2 separate regions of the Mustela erminea genome follow, and region 2 is linked to region 1. The links are chromatin contacts, called in public Hi-C maps. All regions are on one chromosome and are shown on one strand. The core of a region is the stretch at or near the end of the contact, and the rest is flanking DNA. Distances in the headings are between cores, read along the strand shown. Region 1 holds the start of TMEM258 (transmembrane protein 258). Region 2 holds the start of BEST1 (bestrophin-1).

Region 1 (3,847 bases), core at 1,232-3,731:
GGAGATTATCCTCCATCGCATGGGTGGGCCTCATTCAATCAGCCGTAAGGCCTTGGCAGCAATAACGTTTCCCAAAGAAATTCTGCCTGAGGGGCACCTGGGTGGCTCAGTGGGTTAAAGCCTCTGCCTTCGGCTCAGGTCATGATCCCAGGGTCCTGGGATCGAGCCCCTCATCGGGCTCTCTGCTCAGCAGGGAGTCTGCTTCCTCCTCTCTCTCTGCCTGCCTCTCTGCCTACTTGTGATCTCTCTCTGTCAAATAAATAAATAAAATCTTTAAAAAAAAAAAAGAAATTCTGCCTGAGGACTGCACCATCAACTCCTGCATGAGTTTCCAGCCCGTGTGCCAGCCCGATCCTTTTCAACCTTGCCAACCTCTACAATCACCTGAGTCAATTCCTTAAAATAAATCTCCTTACATTTGTCCATATCCTATACCTTATTGTTTCTCTGGAGAATCCTGACTGATACGGCAGCCCTAAGGAGGACTGGCAAAGAACATACACGAACAAGAGTTACGTGGCTTTCTCACACATTACGGCTCAAGTCTCCCTTCAGTGTCCCCTCAGCACTGCACCTGGTTTCTACTCCTACCACGATGTTGCCAGAAATTTTAACTCTTTCCCTTTGTATTTTCTCCCCACCACTAAGTCTGAAGCGTGAACTCCATGGCTCCTACCCGACCCTCGGTTCGGATCTAGGAAGCTGGCAAGCTGGAGCTGCTTATTCCCACGTGGCACTTCTGTGGTTCGGGCCCCTTTACAAGTATTTCCTAGGGCTGTGCTTCCCGAACTTCGGTCAGACCCAAACCACCCTCACAGATTTTTTTCGCCACTCCCATCTAAAACCTGTACTTTCATCCACATATTTTCTTTAAAGGGACGTCATTGCTTTAAAAACGAAGGTAAGTTGAAAAAGAGAACTCCTCTTAAGCAGTAATGCCTGTGTCATATCAGTTATATTTTAAGTGTCAAATGTGTGACTGCTAAAAAGGATTTTTTGGATGCCATTTAAAGTCATCGTGTGGGGCACCTGAGTGGTTCAGTTGGTTAAGCAGCTGCCTTCGGCTCAGGTCATGATCCCAGCGTCCTGGGATCGAGTCCCACATCGGGCTCCTTGCTCTGCAGGGAGCCTGCTTCTCCCTCTGACTCTGCCTTCCACTCTGTCTGCCTGTGCTCGCTCTCACTCGCTCTCTCTCTGACAAATAAAAAATAAAAAAATAAAAAAATAAAAAAAATAAAAAATAAAATAAAGTCATCGTGTGGGGCACCTGAGTGGCTCAGTGGGTTAAACGAATGCCTTCAGCTCAGGTCATGATCTCAGAGTCCCCGGACAGAGCCCCCGCAGCCCCCGCAGCAGACTCCCTGCTCAGCAAGGAGTCTGTTTCTCCCTCGGACCCTCTCCCCTCTCGTGCTCTCTCTCTCTCTCTCTCAAATAAATAAATAAAATCTTAATAAATAAGTAAAGCCATCGTGTGTCCACCGGTGGCATGCGTCCAACACTCCAAGAAAGATGACACCAGACCTTTTCGCTGCTCCCACTTTTCAGGATTCTTTCTAAAGCATCATAAAGCTACAATCCCCGCTTCCACTTAAGTCCTAACACTCAACCTGGTGTCAAGATCCTCCGTGCTCTGCTTCCCAACCTACCTTCACAGTCCGGGAGAAGTCCTGCCCTTTCTCACTGCTGCTCAGCCGTGCCCTCCTCCCGCCATCCTCTGGCTCCTGCCATACACGGGGTGCCCGGAACCGTTCGTCCCGCAGAAGCCACTCGATCGTCGGGTCCCGCCTCAGGCCGGCTGCTTTGCTAGAAGGCTTACCGAGGGGTCCGTGCCTGCCGGCCGGCCAGCCCCCCGCAGCCCCCAACAGCGGCAGGCGGGAAAGGGGTCTAAACCAGTGAAGTCTCCAAAATGTTCCTCATCCAGGACCTTGGTCAAAATACCCAACGGCCCCATAGAGTGCAAGCTATCTCCCGCCTTCCACACATGAAGGGAGGTTAGGCGACCGGTCCGAGTCGCAGAGCGGGAAGGTGGCGGGCCCGCGCTCTGGCCTTCGCCCCGCGCGCGGCAGACGGCCCCCCGGCCCCCGCCCCAACACCCAGAGTGAGGGGGACCGCCCCCCGCCCTCGGACACGCTTCCCACGGGGTCTCACCTGGCCTTTGGAGCGTGAGGCCTCGACAGTAGCGCTGGGTCGGGTGCTGCCCAGGACGCTGCTCAGCCCCGCACCCACCTCAGCACCGCCGCGGATCCTGTCGCGCTCCGCCGTCTTCCAAAGCCCGCGCTCCCGTCACGTGACCGCCGCCGCGCACAGCCTCCTGGGAAGTGTGAGGTCGGGCCCGACCCCCTCGGCCAGTTTCCCTTGGGCCAAACAGTCCCGCCGGGGAGAGCGAACCCTCTCAGCGGCTCGGGGGGGTACCCTTGCCCCAGCTCCACAGCGGGCGCCCACAGGCCGTAGCCCCCTCTACGCCCTAACCCACAGGCCTACAAATCCCACAATGCCACTCGCGGGGGAGGCACTTCCTCTTCCGCAGGACAGTGCGCCTGCCCCTGCCGACGTGTTATTCCGGTGGCGGAGCGGCGGATGACCCCGTGCCTGGCAAGATGGTGAGGGGGTTGAGGGGCGTTCTGGACGGGGCTGTGAGGACCCCTTGGGGCCCTTTCCACACTCGGTTTCTCTCGCGAAGGCCTCAGACGCCCGAGATCCAGACAGCCGGAGGCTGCTGTATCCTCCGGCTTGGGCTTAGGGGCGGGAAGGGAAGCCCCTTGCCTGGGATTCGTTAGGCTGAGGTTTTGATCTCTTGACGTTTAAGGGGTGAGGCGTGTGAGGTGCATTGCTAATACCTTGAGCTTTTATCTCTGTCGCCTGTGATTAAGCTGTTATCTCTATGTGGAAACTTCTTCCTCCTGTTGAACTCCTACTCATCCTACGAGGCCCAGGGCAGATGTTCAACCTTCTTGGTGGTGGACGGCCGATTTGGCGGCTCTCTCCTGGGAGCTCCCACAGCCTCCGTACAGACCTCTTGCCACATGTCATGGACTTCTTTGTTATCTGCCACGCCTCCTAGTGACCACCATCTGACGTGCCTCTAGCTCTGGGATGATGTCTATTCATCTTTGTATTCCCAGTGCCAAACACAGGGCCTGCAATTGGAAGCCCAATGAATGGCAGCGATTGTCTTTATCATTTTTGGGGGGAGGGAGCCCATAAATGTTTACTGAATTGAATTCCAGTGTCTCCTAGAACAATGGGGTCAGTTTATTTCTCTAGAGTTGTTATGTTCTGGACATTAGGAGCGTTGGCTGGGGAGTGACAATGGAAGTCAACATTTGTACAGAACTTTACCGTTTACAGCCCTCCTTCACAAGCATTACCTCATAATCTTCCCTGTAAGCCTGGGAAGGAAACAAACACTTTTTGAACGACTACTCTATGCCAAGAAGTGAGCTAGTTGCTTTGACGTTTGTCATCTTTCTTAAATCATACACCAACTCTGTGAGTGGTGTTATTATAACTGTTTTACTGAGACTCGTGATATTCAGTAGAGCCAGATTATTAACTGAAGTCTTTCCTAGTAGAGCCTGAGATTCCATTAATAGCGTAGTGGGAAGAATACAGGTGTAGAAGTTGAGATTGGGTCCCAGCCCAGGCTCTGAATTACAGCAGAATTCTGAGCTTGGTGTCTACAGACATGGGTCCATAGAGTTTCTAAAATTACAGGCAAACTTTTTCTTGCTTGTGGTTTACCCCGGGTGGGGGTCCATACTTTTTATCACATTTTTTTCATAGTCATCAGTGGTCTCAAAAAATGTTAGGGACCACCGATGGATAGCCAATCAGTCACCTTCTGTGT
Region 2 (4,003 bases), core at 961-3,460, 200 kb before region 1:
GCTAGATCCCCCCCTCCCCCCACTCCTGCTCAGAGGCTCCGGGGACTATGTCAGCACTGCCCTCAGAAACTGGGGTCTTGAGTGCTAACGTCCTTTCTAATGTCTAACTTAAGTCCGTCTGGCTGCAGTCTCCTCATATCCCTGAACAGCCGAAAGCCACCGACGCACCACTGGCCTTCCCCCAGCTAGTTCCTTGTAGTCCAGCTGTGTGGAGCCTGGAGCAGCCACTGGGATCCCAACACGCCAGAGGGGGAGCTCACCCAGCACGAAGGAAATGGGGATGAGCTGGATGTAGCTGTCACAATACAGGGTCAGTTTCTCAAACATCACCTGCTGTTCCTCCGTGAGGGCCATCCTGGGGCGGGGCGAAGGGGGTGGTGTGGGATGTGTAGACCCTGCGAAGACGCGGCTGAGACCCGTACTGGCTCCAGCCAGGCCAAGGGTAGGAGTGTGACTGCCTCTTTGCTACCCCCACCACTTCCCGGTCCCTTTCACTGGCCCTGCCTGGGGCCCCTCCTCTGGCTTGAGCTAGGTCCCACTCCTCTGGTGTCCCAAACCCCAAGGAGACCTGGGCTCCATGGCTGGAAGAGGCACCCTCAGGAGGTTTTCTGTGATCTATAGGAAGGAAGGTCCTGCCGAAGGAGTCACTTTTAGGCACCACTGACCCTTTTAAGGGATCCAAAAGATAGCTTGAAAGCAGGTTCAAACAAAGAGGGTTTGGTCTTTTAAAAAAACACGGTGAGGTGAGATGAATGAGTAGGTTAAGCGCAGAGGGTTTTTAGGTCCGTGAACCTACTCTGTATGATACTGTCATGGTAGATAAATGTCATTTGTCCAAACCCATAGAATGTACAAAAAGAGTGGACCCTAGTGTAAACTGTGGGCTTTGGGTGGTGGTGGAGTGTCCGTGTGGGTTCAGCTAGTGTGACAAATGTGCCACTTGGCTGTGGCATGTTGGTAGTGGGGGCGAGTGTGTGTGCTTGAGGGGATACACGGACACTCTCTACCTTCTGCTCAATTCTATCAACTTAAAACTCTGTCTATTTTTTTTAAATCAACATATGTTGGTGCCTGCGCAACAACCAAAGAAAACCAAATGTGCTTTGTTACTGGTATTGTAATTATGAAATTAAGAATTTTCTGTATTTGATAGTTTTTCAGTCCATTTCAGTCATTAGTGCTTTTTCCATTCAGAATGCTTTCATATATTCTGTGATCATATCTGTCCTCTATTTTATTTAAGTAAACATTTTTATGGGGATGGGGAATACAGTTTGGGCCTGTGAGCTTGTGGGACTCAGGAAAATAGGCTGGCTGGCTGGGACCAGCTAAGGCCTGGGTTCCAGAAGCCTCTCCCTGGGTTGGAGGAAAGATACTCCCAGCCTGCACAGAGCCGCCTCCCAGGCTGCCTTCTTTTACCTCCTCTCTGGACCCCAACCCTCAGCCCCCAATCCCCCTACCCTCTACCCAGGCTTGGCCAGGAGCTCAGATCAGCCTTCAAGGTCTACTGGTATATTAGCCCACTGACTGGCTGGCTGGTTGTCCCAAGCCCCACTGCGGCCCTCCTGGGCCTCGGCCCTTCCGGGTCCCGGCCCCAGCCTGTCCCTCTGCACCTGTAAATGAAACGGATGGCGTAGTAGCTGAGCAGGAAGATGAGGAACTCTCCATAGAGCAGTTTGTAGATGCTGCCTCGCCAGCACAGCAGCAGGCGGGAGAAGGAGCCTAAGCGGGCATTAGCCACTTGGCTTGAGTACGTGACTGTCATGGCCGGGCGCTGGGCTGCAGCAAGTGGGTTTGGGTCCTAGTAGGCAGACAGGGAGGGACACTGACTGGGGTGGGGTGGCGGCTTGGATGGGGCTTGTCTGGGCCTCATAATGATCTTAGCCTAGACTCTTCCCTGCTCTGGGCCTCACTTTTCCTGTCTGCACACCAGGAGGGGAAGGAGGTGGCCTCAAAGGCCTGTTTGGCTCCTCCTGCCTGTGGGACATGGGAAACCAGGGAAGTAAGCCCAGAGCTGCCCACAGCCTTGGCACAGCTCCGTGCCCTCAAGTTGTATGACAAATGCAATGACAGCAGCAATAGCAAAGTCCACATAATGGACTTGGTCCCCTGAGCCAGGTGGCGTCCTGACCCCACCTTGTTCCTCAGTTCCCCCAAGCACCCGCAATCACCAATCGGAGCAAGACTGGTAAGGGGCCTGGTGGGTCTTGTCCACTGCCTTGTCCCCAGTGCCCAGAACACTGGCTGGTAGGGATGCTCAAATAACGTCTATTGAACAGTGACCCCCAAGGCCTTTCCACTTGCTAATCCTTCTGCCTGGAGGAAGCTCTTTCTCATCTAACTGTATGGCTCATCCCCATAGGTCACCTGTCCAGAAAGGCTGCTCCCAACCACTGTCCCTGTAAATAGCATCCCAGTGCCCCTGGTACTCTCTGTCCCCTCATCTTGTCGATTTCTCTACACAGTGTTTATCTTGTCCTACTTGAAATTCCATTCTGCAGGATGTCTGCTTGTTTACTGACCATTCCCTCCTGAGAATGGAGGCTCCCGCTGTGCTCTCATAGGAAGTGCTCAAGTAAAACTTCTGCAAGCAATGTACTGACACTGCTTGTCAATTGCGTTGACACCCAGCCTCTCCCAGCTTGCTCTGGCTGTCTTTGTGCCCCCTCACACCAAGCTCACGCCCACCTCAGAGACTCGGCACACACGCACAGGTGCCCCTACACATGCACACGTGCGGCCCATGGGTGTACATCTCACGCACCAGTGCAGGGACTGCCGTCCACCCCATAGGCCCTCCAAGCCCCCCCAGCCAGCCTGCCCGGGCAGACCCTTACTCACGGGAGGGGCTCCAGTCTTCTCAGACTATCCCACAACAGTTCTGGCCACTGGACCCGGGGGACTCCTGGGGGTCTTATGGCCAGTGCCCCAGCCCACACCTCGGGGCTGGCCCTGCCCATGCTTGAATTAAGCGGTCACTTGACTCCCTAAGGCAGGGCTTCCACAAAGGAGCCTTGTTTGGGTACCTTTCCATAATCCGCACATTAGCCGGAGCCAGTATGGCCTGGCCGGGGCCCCCCCTAATTCCTGCCGGTGCTGGGGACTGGGCACTGAGACAGAGCTAGAATCTGGGGCAGCTCCCCTCTCCCATGGGCCCAACCCTGCCATTTTCTCCAGGCCCTTAAATACAGAGATCGAAGGATCTCCTTCTGACCGCTGAGGTCTTGCAGGGAGAGCTGTGCGGACTAGGGCCGCGGCCCTGGTCTTTGCCTCCTGTGCCAGGAAGCTACACAGGTTGAGGAAGCCAAGGGCCAGGCCCTATGGGGCGTTGGTAGTATGGAGGGCAGTAGGAAGAACACTGGGAGTCCTGGCTTCTAATCTTGGCTCTGCCACCTGTGTGCAGTGACCCTAGTGGGCCTCTGCTCCTTCCTAGGCCTCAGCGTCCCTTTTCCTAAAGGATGGTATTGCTTTACACCTTATCACCTTTCTAAGAGTGAAGGCCGTCTGCCTATGCTGGTGAGGAGCTCTGATTGGCTGATGGTGACATCATAGGTGATTCAGGCTGTGATTGGCTTGCGGAATCCAGTTAGTAGGTTGGTTCACTGCTATGGAAGAAGGGGGTGGGGTGCGGGGGCAGGAGGCTGCCGTGTGGGGGCTGGGGCCTGGTGCGGGATGACACAGCAACCCGGGTGTTGATGCTGCTGGCGTGGAGCCAGCCCATGCAAAATGGGAGTATGTACCCGGGTCCCCAAGGGCAGCCGGGATCCAAGTATTTTAATACATCAGTCCACACAGGAGGGCCTCCTAAGCCACTGGAAGCGATGGGTGTCCAGGACTGGCTCCTCTTGGGGAAGCTCGAAGCCGCAGTGGCTGTTAGTCTTCAGTGAGTGGCCATGAGAATGGTCTGGAATATATATGAAACGTGCAGCTTGGGATCTTTCTCCAGAGTCTGATTCTGCCACCCAGGGGGAGGGTGGGGGAGGGGTGCTGCATGTCTAATGAG

What was found. Hi-C and Micro-C count contacts between places; a contact is called where the count stands out from the background.
Region 2: a contact with region 1 is called in a Hi-C map of spleen, with 6 times the contacts expected there. The contact joins the promoter of BEST1 here to the promoter of TMEM258 in region 1. A contact is called at or near these places in 2 of 3 Hi-C or Micro-C datasets (fibroblasts and spleen).

What each region holds. Positions count from the first base shown.
Region 1 is chr9:104,461,735-104,465,581 of mMusErm1.Pri, reverse strand. TMEM258 (transmembrane protein 258) reads left to right here and starts at 2,481. Exons shown (of 4, transcript XM_032356950.1): 1 at 2,481-2,600. The coding sequence starts at 2,598. FEN1 (flap endonuclease 1) reads right to left here and starts at 2,355. Exons shown (of 2, transcript XM_032356948.1): 1 at 2,149-2,355.
Region 2 is chr9:104,665,445-104,669,447 of mMusErm1.Pri, reverse strand. BEST1 (bestrophin-1) reads right to left here and starts at 2,210. Exons shown (of 10, transcript XM_032358506.1): 1 at 1,614-2,210; 2 at 261-355. The coding sequence starts at 1,765.